2 separate regions of the Ovis aries genome follow, and region 2 is linked to region 1. Evidence: chromatin contacts called from public Hi-C data. All regions are on one chromosome and are shown on one strand. The core of a region is the stretch at or near the end of the contact, and the rest is flanking DNA. Distances in the headings are between cores, read along the strand shown. Region 1 holds the start of DUSP4 (dual specificity phosphatase 4). Region 2 has its middle 33 kb from the start of TRNAE-UUC.

Region 1 (5,703 bases), core at 1,059-3,558:
GGTGCAGAAAGCAAGTCTTTGTTCGGTGGGCATTCTCCTCCCTCCGGACCTGTTATTTACTGGCCACGTGAGGGCCGGGCAGGGGGTCAGGCGGACGCGGAGGCGCCCCCGGCTTATGCCAGACAAAGGCTAGCGGAGCCCGGCCGTGCCGCCGAGGGACGTCCTCCAGCTCCTGCGACACGTGTGCAATTCGCCCGGACCTGTCTCCGACTGAGGCTCTTCCAAGAGATGTCCAGCTGAAGTCCTCGTAAAGGCATCGGCGTTTTTCTGGAAGCGGATTCCAGTGCTGCCCAAGAGCGTCCCGGGAAAGCCGGGGAAGGTGGGCGCGCTGGGGGCTCCTTGGAAAGGGCGCGCTCCTGGTGTGCCAGGGAGAGCGAGTCTTTACACAGAGCCTCACGACCACCTCAGCACGCGAAAAACCGGACAAAAGCCTTGGAAGGGACTACAGTCTCCTTCCCAGCGGAGAAGCCAAGCAGCAAACGTTTGACCGGTGACCTCCCCTCCGGAGCGCCCCGCGGCCTCACTGGGTCCTCAGTGGTGGCCGCTCCTCCTGTGCCAAATGTCAAGGGGAACCCGAAACTGAGTAGTCAAAATAAAGTAGTGGCTTAAACAATTAAAATCAGTGCCGCCTCCCCCCAAGTCCACGATGAATAAAATAGTAAATTCTAAATAGAGACAGGATCAGTACATCGCAGAGCTCTTTTGGCGCACTCGGCTTAGGCCTGGGGTCCGGGAGCCCTGACGCAGCGGGAGGGTATCGAGGCTGTAGATTTCCGAGGTGGAGGCCGCCGCCGAAGCCGGGCTGGGGAGAGAAGGGGTGGCCCCGGGGGCCCGGAGTCGACTGCCCCGGAGAGCCGCTCCGCGGGGAACAAAGGCGGAGCGGAAGGCCGAGTCGGGGGAGGGAGCGGGTTCACCGACCCTTGTCGCCTCCGCCAGCCGGGAGCAGAAGACTCGACCCCACAGCCACCGGGCCTCCAGCGAGACTCGTAATTCCCTGCTCGGTGGTTAATTCCTCACTAACAAGACTTGGCAAGATGTCGGACGCATCATTTTTGGCTTCTGTCGTGTCCCCCACCGCTGCGCGCACGCATCTCCTGCCAAAAGTGGCCTCTGGGAAATTAAATGCATAAGTAAAAGCGGGGTCGGGGAAAATGAGACCGGACCGGGAAAGACGGACGCAAAGAAACCCGAATCGGCCCTGGGATGTATTAAATTCTTTACGCGTCAATTTCTCTGGGTCTAGTTTCGCACCAAATGTGGACCCTAATTGTCATTTCCTGAGAGACAATTCACACGAGTACCAGAGGCGTGAGGACTTTTCCAAAAGCCGAAAATGTCTGTCCCCCACCCCCTATCAGGGTTAAATAAACATCTTTAGGAAGCGTGGAAGGGAGTGGCACTCCGCCTTCCTCCTTGGGAACAACATTCCGGATCCAATTAATGTCTCCCTCTGGGTCATAAAGCAACAAACTCAACACTTCACTCCTATTACCGGGCTTCGGGGAGCGAGGGCTTTCTCTTTCATCTTCTGGATTCGGGTTTGCCCACGTTCCTCGGGAAGCTATAAAACTGATTTAATACCTTAAGATGAAAATCGATCAGGCTAAGGCAGAAGCTAAAGTCTGAGGATCTGCAATTGGAAAAAAAAAAAAAGCCAAAAACGCCTGGCGGGCTGAATGCGCTCCCTAAGGCTGGGGCGAGGAGGGCCTGGCTGGGCCGGCTGCGATGCGGCATTTCCTAGTCCCCTTGGGTACTAGGGGGCCACCTGCGAGGCGGGCAAGCGGGAAGCGCGGAGGTAAACCGGCATGAAAGCTCAAAACCGAGTCCGGCCCTCCGCTAGGCCAGCTTCTCGGCTGGCGATTTTTTCCCGCGGATCATCGCCGCCACCACCGAGGCGGGGGTGCAGTGGCTGCAAGGCAACTCGGGTCGGGCTGGACGCGCGCGGAGGCAGGGGAGAGGCGCCGCCACGCTCCATTCACAAAGTCCCGGCGCAGCCGCTCGCCAGCGGGTCGGAGGCCTCCTCCCTCTTCCTCTAGGTCTCGGTTTTATGAATGGGCCTGGCGGCGACCGCCGCGCGCCCTGTTTACTCCGCTCTTTGTGACGTCGCGTCCCCGTGACCAGGAGCGAGCGGCCGGCACTCCATTCACTCGCTGGGGCGCGCGGAGGAGGTGGGGCCGGAGGGGCGGGGGAAGCCGCCAGGGGGCGGGGCGCGGGCGCGGGGGGGCGGGGCAGGGCTCGCGGCCGAGAATGGAAAGAGGCGGAGCCTCGCGAGGTAGTAATGCATCTGCCCCCTCCCGCGGGAGAGCCGAGGAACATTAATAAATCTATACGCCGAGGAGAGGAAACTCTGGCTGGGGCAGAGCGCGGAGCTCCGGCAGTTCGTGGGGGAACCGCGGCCGGAACGGCAGCGCAACGGGCAAAATACAATAGAGGCGACAACAGGAGGGAGCCCTCGTACCTCTCCCGTAAACACTACTCCAGTGCCACCTCCCCCTTGGCATCGTGCTGCCCGGCGCCCGAGGCCGCCCGGACTGCTATGTAACTGAGAAGCTGCGCGAGAAAGGGGAAGCCGGGAGAAGAGGTTCGCCAGTGAGAGCCCCTAGGGGCCAAGTTTGAGGCCGCTTCTGCCCGCGCGCGCCCTTTCGTAGCCCCCCGCTCACCCCTTCCTGGAGCCCAGCTCGCCCGGGCGTCCTTCGCCTCCTCGCGTGTCCAACAGACGCGGTTCCCGGCGACCATGGTGACCGTGGACGAGCTGCGGGAGATGGACTGCAGCGTGCTCAAAAGGCTGATGAACCGGGACGAGAACGGCGGCGGCGCGGGCGGCAGCGGCAGCCACGGCGCCCTGGGGCTGCTGAGCGGCGGCAAGTGCCTGCTGCTGGACTGCAGACCGTTCCTGGCGCACAGCGCGGGCTACATCCGAGGCTCGGTCAACGTGCGCTGCAACACCATTGTGCGGCGGCGGGCTAAGGGCTCCGTGAGCCTGGAGCAGATCCTGCCCGCCGAGGAGGAGGTGCGCGCCCGCCTGCGCTCCGGCCTCTACTCCGCCGTCATCGTCTACGACGAGCGCAGCCCGCGCGCCGAGAGCCTCCGCGAGGACAGCACCGTGTCGCTGGTGGTGCAGGCGCTGCGTCGCAACGCCGAGCGCACCGACATCTGCCTACTGAAAGGTAAACGCGGGCGCTGGGCGCGAGCTGGAGGGTCGGTGCGGCGGGGCTGGGCGGCCTGCGCGTTAGTGGGCAGGAGAAGAGGTGCCTGGGGTGGGGGGGGACTCGTGGCTGCGGGATGCCCCCCAAACGCTTTGTGCGTGTTGGTGTGCGCGCTGGTGTGCAAGGGTTCTGTGCGTTTGTGTGCAAGCGCGAGCTCCTGAAGTCCTCAGAGATGGTGAGGGCTCAGTCACCTGCAATTCCGGACCCTTCCCGGCGATTCTGCATTTGTTTACATCCACTAACGGTCTGGCCTTGCGGGAGAAGCGACTCAGCAGCTTTTCCACCTTCGAGTCCAGGGAAGTGCTCTCAAGTGCCACTACGCGGGCGGTGGGGGATAGGTTAGGCCTGTTGGTTTGGCATGGCCGGGTCCCGCACCGAATCCGATTACGAGATTCCGAGACGTGGGGAAGAGAGGGAAGCGGCGGGGTGAGCGCTGGGGTGTGATCGGTTCTGCGGCTCCTGCTGGAAACCAACCGTTCATAAATGCAAAATCGAGGATCAGCTTGCGGGGTTGGTGTGGAGCAAATCCATATCTCCTCTCCTGCCGCCCAATTCCGAGCTCCACCAGGAAGGGTGGCCAAACCCTCCTGCCTCGGGCTGAGACGGAGGCGGGAGGCCCGAGTATTTGCGGGTGTCGCCAAGCGGGATGGGGCCTCTTAAATGAAGGTAGCTGAGAAGTAACGATCTTTTGTTCAGACTCAAGACTGTCAGATGGCGGCGCGTGCTAAGTGCGAAACTCTAGGGAAGGGGCGATCTTATCAAATCTGCAAGTCGAAAACTCCAAAAGGGCCGAAGGCTACCCAAGCACCTGGAAGGACCCGGGCGCAGGCCGCACCTGCCCGGCCAGGCCGGGAGCGGGCGAGTCGCTGGGGCCCTGCGGCGCTGCGCCCCTTCCACCCGCGCCGCATTCCGTGCATTCCTTAGCCCGCTGCGGGTTCTGGCCGCCCCAGGACCCGAGGGAGGCGTTTCGTACCCCCGCCATCAAAGGGCCGCCCCTTTCCCTGCCGGCGTCCCCAGCCCCCTCCCTCCTGCCCTTCCTCTCCGGACCCGCTCACCAGAGAGGAAGGGAGATGGGGCGGGAGGTGCGGCGGCGGAAACCTCTCCCCACTGCCCCTTCCAAAAGGCACGACCACACCGCTCGGTGCCGGCGGGTCGGGCTGGCCCCTGTGAACAGCGGGGGGCTTTGTTCTCGGCAGTTGTTTCCTGGCCATTTGACCTGTCAGCTGCTGGGGAAATGCTGCTGTTGACCTTTGGTTGAACCACTAAGGCGATTTTGCTGATTTTTCTTTCTTCGCGAGGGCGGCCTCTGGCACCTCTGATTGGGCCCAGCGCTCCTCCCTTCTCCTCCCAGCGCTTTAAGGGAAAGTGCCAGGAAGGGCCTTGCACCGGAAGGACCAGGCGCTAAGCGAGGCAACCTGGGCTCAGGGGCCTAGGGGCCCCGGGCGCCGAGGTGTGCCGGGATCCCGGCGGCCCCGGAACGGGTGGAGCGCGGGGATGGGGTCCCCGCGGTTGAGCACGCCGCTCGTCCTCCTTTGCGTGGTGCTGGCGCACGTAAGGACAGTGACAGAAATTTCTCTAGGACGAAAACCCCTTTGAGTGGCAAGGGCTGGCCGCGGTGTTCTCCGAGCTGTGCTCACCTCGGTCACTCTGGATTTGGACCCCGATCGCACGCCTGCCTACTCGGCCTCGGAACCTGGGACCCTTCTCTAGGCAGAGCGGACGCACGTGGCGTCTGGGTTCGTTTTGTTTTCTTTTTTCCCTGAAAGAAATCCAGAGAGGACCGCCCTAGGGTTTCCGGGCGCGCACTGAGGCCCGGCTCCCGGCGAGAGAAGCAGATTTTTAAGGTTCCCTTCTCGGGCTCACGGCACCTGCCTGGTTCCCCCGAATCCCGCCGGGAGAGCCCGTAGCCAGATATGTACCGAGAGCCGCCCCGCGGGCCGGCCGCCGGGCGCGAGGCAAATAGGGTCGGCAGTCCCCTGGCGGTTGGCGAGGTGCCTGGCCGAAGGAAAAGGAGTGCTTTAAGGGCTCTTTCCTCCCGAGGCCTGCACTGCCTCCTGTTGTCTGACCCGGCGTGCGCAGGGGCGGACCGCTCGCTGCCTCTCCAAGACCGCAACCTCTGAGCTGGGGAGGGCATGGCCTGGGCTTGGGGTCCAACTTTTCTTTACAGGCCCTCCCGGGAGGGGCCAGGAGAGGTTCAGCTGGGTCTTTCTAAGCAAAGGGAGCCTGCCTTTGGACGCAACCGCCGCCTAAAGAGGGAGGGTATCTCCTTCCAGCTTGTTCTGCAGTGGTGATAGAACATCTTTGAGGTTAACTGGTTCAAATACTATTCAGCTCAGCTTATTTTCATTTAGGTGCTAAACAGAGGCGGTCTTCACACAGTTCCTCTTCCTTCTCCTAGCCTTCCCCTGCAAAGGAATCCCCCAGTGAGGGCAGAAGGAAATAGGCTCCCTTGGCGCTGCGGGGAGATGCGCTTGGGGGCAGACAGTGCAAACACCAG
Region 2 (5,703 bases), core at 2,156-4,655, 100 kb before region 1:
CACCATATACGAAGGGAACAACAATGCAACTAATGGCTGATATCTCACCACAAACCAGGGAAGCCAAAAGGAGTGGGGCCACATACATAAAGAGCTGGAACAAAAAACTCAACCAAGAATTTTATACACAGCAATTAGAAAAATGAAGGCAAAAAAAAAAAATGTTTCTCAAAAAACAAAAACTGAAAGAATGTTTTGCTAGCTGTCTTAATTAAAACAAAATGACACAAAGCAGTAACATGAATCCACAAGAAGATATGAAGAACCCCGGAAATAGTGAATATGTAGGTGAACATAAATATAATGAATGTTAAAAGAGGGGGTTTTTTATTTAAAAAATGAGATTGCATAGAGTGATAACTATAACACTCTATTGATGGATTTATTGTAAACATACAACATGTGACAATAATAGCACAATGTGCGGAAGGGAGATACTAAACAAAGTTACTCTATTTTACCAAAATTATGTCAAAAATAGCCTGAAGTAGTTAGTACTGAGTTAAGATGTACGAGCAATCACTGGGAAAATAATCCTTTAAAAATATCTGCAAAATTGACTGAAGAACCAAAATGGTGCACTAAAAAAATGTTTAACATGAAACAAGACAACAAAAGAAGTACAAAAGATTAACTATGAAGTGAGTTCACGTATGTAAAGCTCTTAGACATGCTGGCAGATGGGACATGCTACACAAGGGTCATCATCATCGTCTTTGTTATGGCTGCTGTCATTCAGCTCTGGGAGAATAAAGAGCTAAAAACGCTGGGCTGGAAAAAGCACAAGCTGGAATCAAGATTGCCAAGAGAAATATCAATATCCTCAGATATGCAGATGACACCACCTTTATGGCAGAAAGTGAAGAGGAACTAAAAAGCCTCTTGATGAAAGTGAAAGAGGAGAGTGAAAAAGTTGGCTTAAAGCTCAACATTCAGAAAACTAAGATCATGGCATCTGGTCCCATTACTTCATGGGAAATAGATGGGGAAGCAGTGGAAACAATGACAGACTTTATTTTGGGGGCTCCAAAATCACTGCAGATGGTGACTGCAGCCATGAAATTAAAAGACGCTTACTCCTTTGAAGGAAAGTTATGGCCAACCTAGATAGCCTGTTAAAAAGCAGAGACATTACTTTGCTAACAAAGGTCCATCTAGTCAAGGCTATGGTTTTTCCTGTGGTCATGTATGGATGTGAGAGTTGGACTGTGAAGAAAGCCGAGTGCCGAAGAATTGATGCTTTTGAACTGTGGTGTTGGAGAAGACTCTTGAGATTCCTTTGGACTGCAAGGAGATCCAACCAGTCCATTCTAAAGGCGATCAGTCCTGGGTGTTCTTTGGAAGGACTGATGCTAAAGCTGAAACTCTAGTACTTTGGCCACCTCATGTGAAGAGTTGACTCATTGGAAAAGACCCTGATGCTGAGAGGGATTGGGGGCAGGAGGAGAAGGGGATGACAGAGGATGAGATGGCTGGATGGCATCACCGACCTGATGGACATGAGTTTGAGTAGATTCCAGGAGTTGGTGATGGACAGGGAGGCCTGGTGTGCTGCAATTCATGGGGTCGCAAAGAGTCAGACACGACTGAACAACTGAACTGAGGAGGCTTTACTGATAGCTCAGCAGGTAAAAATGCAGGAGACACAGAATAAGACAGTTCGATTCCTGGGTTGGGAAGATCCCCTGGAGGAGGGCATGGCAACCCACTCCAGTGTTCTTGCCTGGGAAATCCCATGGACAGAGGAGCCTGACAGGCTACAGTCCATGGGGTCACAAACAGTCGGAAAACACTGAGCAACTAATACACACAGGAGGCTCTAAGGGTAGTAAATCACCAGGTGTGGAAAGCTGGAAGGGACTAGCAAGCGTCTAAAGAAAATAGTGTTGCTATAAAAACAAAGGCTCTCTGACAACCTCAGAATTCTTACGAAAATGGAGTAATTGCTGGGAGATAGGAGAAAATGACAATGGCAGGGCAGCTGACCTAGAATAAACCTCAAGGTCATGGACCAGGAAGATGCTTTGAAGTTTTAGCCCAGAGGAAGGACTCACTTAAGGGTGCCAGACTCAGAAAGGGTTTTTCTAAAGTTGCTTGAGTGAAAAGAACCAACTGAAGCTTGAGGCTGATGATGTCAAGTTAAGGAATAGCAAGAAAAGAAGTCCAACCATTTCTTGTTTGTTTCTGTCTTCCAAAGAAAGGAAAACTTACAAGTTTGACTTTCCACTAAAAACTTTTCCCATCAGTTCACTGAATCTTAAAACCCAGGAAGAAACCAACATCTTCCACTGAACAGATGGAAAAACCGAGCTGACAAAAGGAGTTCTTGCCTGGGGACACACAGCAATTAAGTGGTAAGTCAAGATTTAAGAGCTATCTTTCTCTTCTGTGGGGCCTTCCCTGATAGCTCAGTTGGTAAAGAATCTGCCTGTAATGCAGGACACTCTGGCTCAATTCCTGGGTCGGGAAGATCTGCCAGAGAAGGGATAAGCTGCCCACTTCAGTATTCTTGGGCTTCCCTTGTGGTTCAGCTGGTAAAGAGTAACCCTGCAAAGCTGGAGACCTGGGTTCAATTCCTGGGTTGGGAAGATCCCCTGGAGAAGGGAAAGGCTACCTACTCCAGTATTTTGACCTGGAGAATTCCATTGACTGAATAGTCCATGGGGTCTCAAAGAGTTGGACATGACTGAGTGACTTTCACTTTCTCTTCTGGACAAAGCTACTGTCCCGGTCAAATGGGAGATCTTTCATCTAAAACTGGAAATATCTAGAGACAACAAAGTGAATGGATGAGCTATAAGGGAGGACTAGGTTGCCCTGCCTGAGTCCAGCCCCTGACCCCAGGGAGGTCTACTGCAAGTCCAGAGGGAACCAATGTATTAGATTCCTGTGGCTGCTGTAACAAAGTGCCACCAACAGGGTGGCTTTAAACAACAAAATCTTATTCTCTCACCCCAGTCCAGTATGCCTTTGTCTCAACTAATGACACTTTCCAAAACCTTATTTCCATGTATTGTCACATTCTTAAGTTCTGGGTGGGCATAAATGGGGGGACACATCATTCAATCCAGTAGAGGTTTCACCTGCAGGCAAATACAGACGGAGTCACACTGACCGAATGAGAAAGCCAGAGGGAGGGAGCAGTGTGAGGAAAGCTCAAGGCTGGAGCCAGGGGAGGGTGAAGACAGTCCAGCCACAAGGAGGAAAAATGGAACAAGAGGAGAGAGGGTCACGGAAGCCAAAGTCCTGTGGGGTTTCCAAAGAAAGGAGGTGGCGAATGTTGCAGAAAAGCCAAGCAATTACCCAAGCATGCGCCACTGGATTTGGCAATGAACACTCACGAATGACCTTCACTGCCTGGTTTCAGTGAAGCAATGGGAGCAGAGGCCTGATTGCAACAGTTAAGACGGGGGTGAGGGGTGGGAGCAAAACTGCTCCATGGTATGCCTCCGTGATGGAGGCTAAGGTCGGTAATAGCTAACAGGGCTTCCACATCAGGGGAGACTTTTTGTTTATTTAATTTTTCTTTCTTTCTTTCTTCCTGGCTGCACCACAAGTCTTACAGGATCTTAGCTCTCCGACCAGTGCCTCCTACAGTGGAAACACAGAGTCTTAACCACTGGACTGCCAGGGAAGTTCTACTTATTGTTTTGAAGGTGAGATACATTTAACCACATTGTAATAGGCTGGCATCAATCAGTATAGATTTTACTGTTTTCATATCTAGATGAAGGATGACACAGGAAACCTGAGTTGCTCACCGGGGCTAAGAATTAGAGCAATTTAAGAAATAAGCCTGCAATGAAAAAGACGGGCAGCAAATCCCTTGAGACGAAAATTAAGAAGAAAGGTTGAGTCCAGTTTAAAGAGTGAGAGTTGTTGTAGGAGTTTAAGTTGATGAGTAGAGTCATGATAATACCAGTGATGGTAGTGTCACTAACACTCACTGCAATGAAGGGTCAGAGCAAGTGCTGAAGCAAGCGAGAGGGGAAGCCAGCCAAGCTCACCTGCAGCCCTGTAGAAGGCCCTGCTGGGGTTGGGGATCACGAGTTTGCCATCAGAGCCACCTGTACGTTCTCCAGTTGTGCTGCTGCTGGAAGGAATGGTTCTAAAGCCCAGCGTTTGCCCCCAAAACCGCCACACGAGTACAAGCTGGTTCATGTATGATTTTAGCAGCAGCATGTGCAAAATGGATTCCTGAGTCCATTAACAGAATGTTTTAACTGAGATTCTGCCTATCTAAATGCATGGTCTGGTCAACATGGCTGAGAGACTTCCCACGTGGTCCAGTGGCTGGGACTCCACGCTCCCAATGCAGGGGGCCCATGTTCGATATCTGGTCAGGGAACTGGATCCCACATGCTGCAACCAGGACCTGGCACAGCCAAATAAATAAATAAGCATTAAAAAAAGAAAAAAGATGGTGCCGAAAGATCATGGTTCATCACATTCCCTCGGCCCCAAACACACACACACACACACACACACGAATGATAGATTATCTGAAGAGAAAACAAGTAAACACAACTGGTATCAGAAACAAACTAAACATCTCCAAGGACCAGAAACCAAAGTGATAGGTGAAACGGGAGCCTTGAGCCTGCTGACTGCCATGGCCTGAATCAAGCATTAGTGGCTGAGGGGTCGGTTGCCTCAAACAACAAGGATTAAATGTGTTTCTGCTGGGGCAGTGGTAAGTGGGCCAGGCTCACTGCTAGATACAACCCATATGAAGTAACTGGAAAATCATGACAGCTGCTCATTGCCTGCGGCTGTGGCTTTATGGAAAATGGTGGCACTAAGGCATGGAAAAAGACTCAGCCCCAAGACCAGGAACTGAATGAACTGCCCACTGCCTGGGACCACTGGACCCAAGACAAAGTCCCAGGGCCAGAGGGAGCTCCCACCCAAATAACTGCTGATGCAGGCATGGTCCCGAGTGGAGGCATCTCAGACTTGCTGAACAGAGATGAATGGGGGGCATTGGGGAGAAGCTGGCTTGCTTGAGCAACAGTAAGCGGCCAGAGTAGGAGTGACCGAGAAAATTGGGGGACAGTGGTAGAAAATGAGATTGGAGAGCAGCTAGGGTCATATCCTGTGGGGCCCAGTAGACAGTGGCATTTAAATATAGCGTAGATGGTGCACGTGGAGCTGAACTGTAGAAAAATCAGACTGTGCCATTCATTTCCCTGTTTTGCTCTCAGATCTTCTGAATATTCTCCATCTTTCTCTGCTGTGGTCTCCAGTCACAGGAAAAGGCATTTCTCAAATTCTCTTGCTGACTTCAGGTCATTTTCAGAAATGGGAGGCACTGGCCAAAAAACAGGAGGGTGGAAGAGAGGGGAAAGCCAAGGTATTTCTGCTCTTCACTCTCTGCTCTTGGGAGCATCTCCTTCAATAACTACTTCTTCTCTAGCACCCTCTTGACAGCCCCTATTTCCATCCTCCCAGCTCCTACGAGGGAGGCAGTGCCAGCTTCTTCTGATGGTCCTGGCTCCTGGGTCCAGCAGCCCATGGGTGGTAGCAGATTCCTGCAATGGTTCTTGCCTTGAGCTGCCTCTTTAGCCCATGTTTGACTTTGGTTCTCCCACCACCTGTATACTCAGTCCCCCTTCTAAGATTCCTTCTGTTGAAAATCATTAACAACGACTCTTTTTCCTGACTGGCCCTTGGCTGATAAGGTGACAGAGTGGGGAAACCAGC

Evidence for each region. A called contact is a pair of places that touch in the nucleus more often than the background predicts.
Region 2: a contact with region 1 is called in a Hi-C map of liver, with 1.9 times the contacts expected there. The contact joins the enhancer-like site here to the promoter of DUSP4 in region 1. A contact is called at or near these places in 2 of 16 Hi-C or Micro-C datasets (liver and tail adipose tissue).

What each region holds. Positions count from the first base shown.
Region 1 is chr26:24,835,922-24,841,624 of ARS-UI_Ramb_v3.0, reverse strand. DUSP4 (dual specificity phosphatase 4) reads left to right here and starts at 2,308. Exons shown (of 4, transcript XM_004021751.5): 1 at 2,308-3,167. The coding sequence starts at 2,735. It overlaps LOC121818096 (a long non-coding RNA gene), which reads right to left and starts at 5,104. Exons shown (of 2, transcript XR_006058205.2): 1 at 1,493-5,104; 2 at 1-1,110.
Region 2 is chr26:24,941,818-24,947,520 of ARS-UI_Ramb_v3.0, reverse strand. No RefSeq gene overlaps it. Among named protein-coding and RNA genes, the nearest start is that of TRNAE-UUC, 33 kb to the right of the region's middle. Within about 2 kb of position 3,405, at least 3 of the 54 cell types and tissues checked have an H3K27ac peak or open chromatin away from gene starts, as enhancers often do. A contact at or near this core is called in liver, where this site is marked.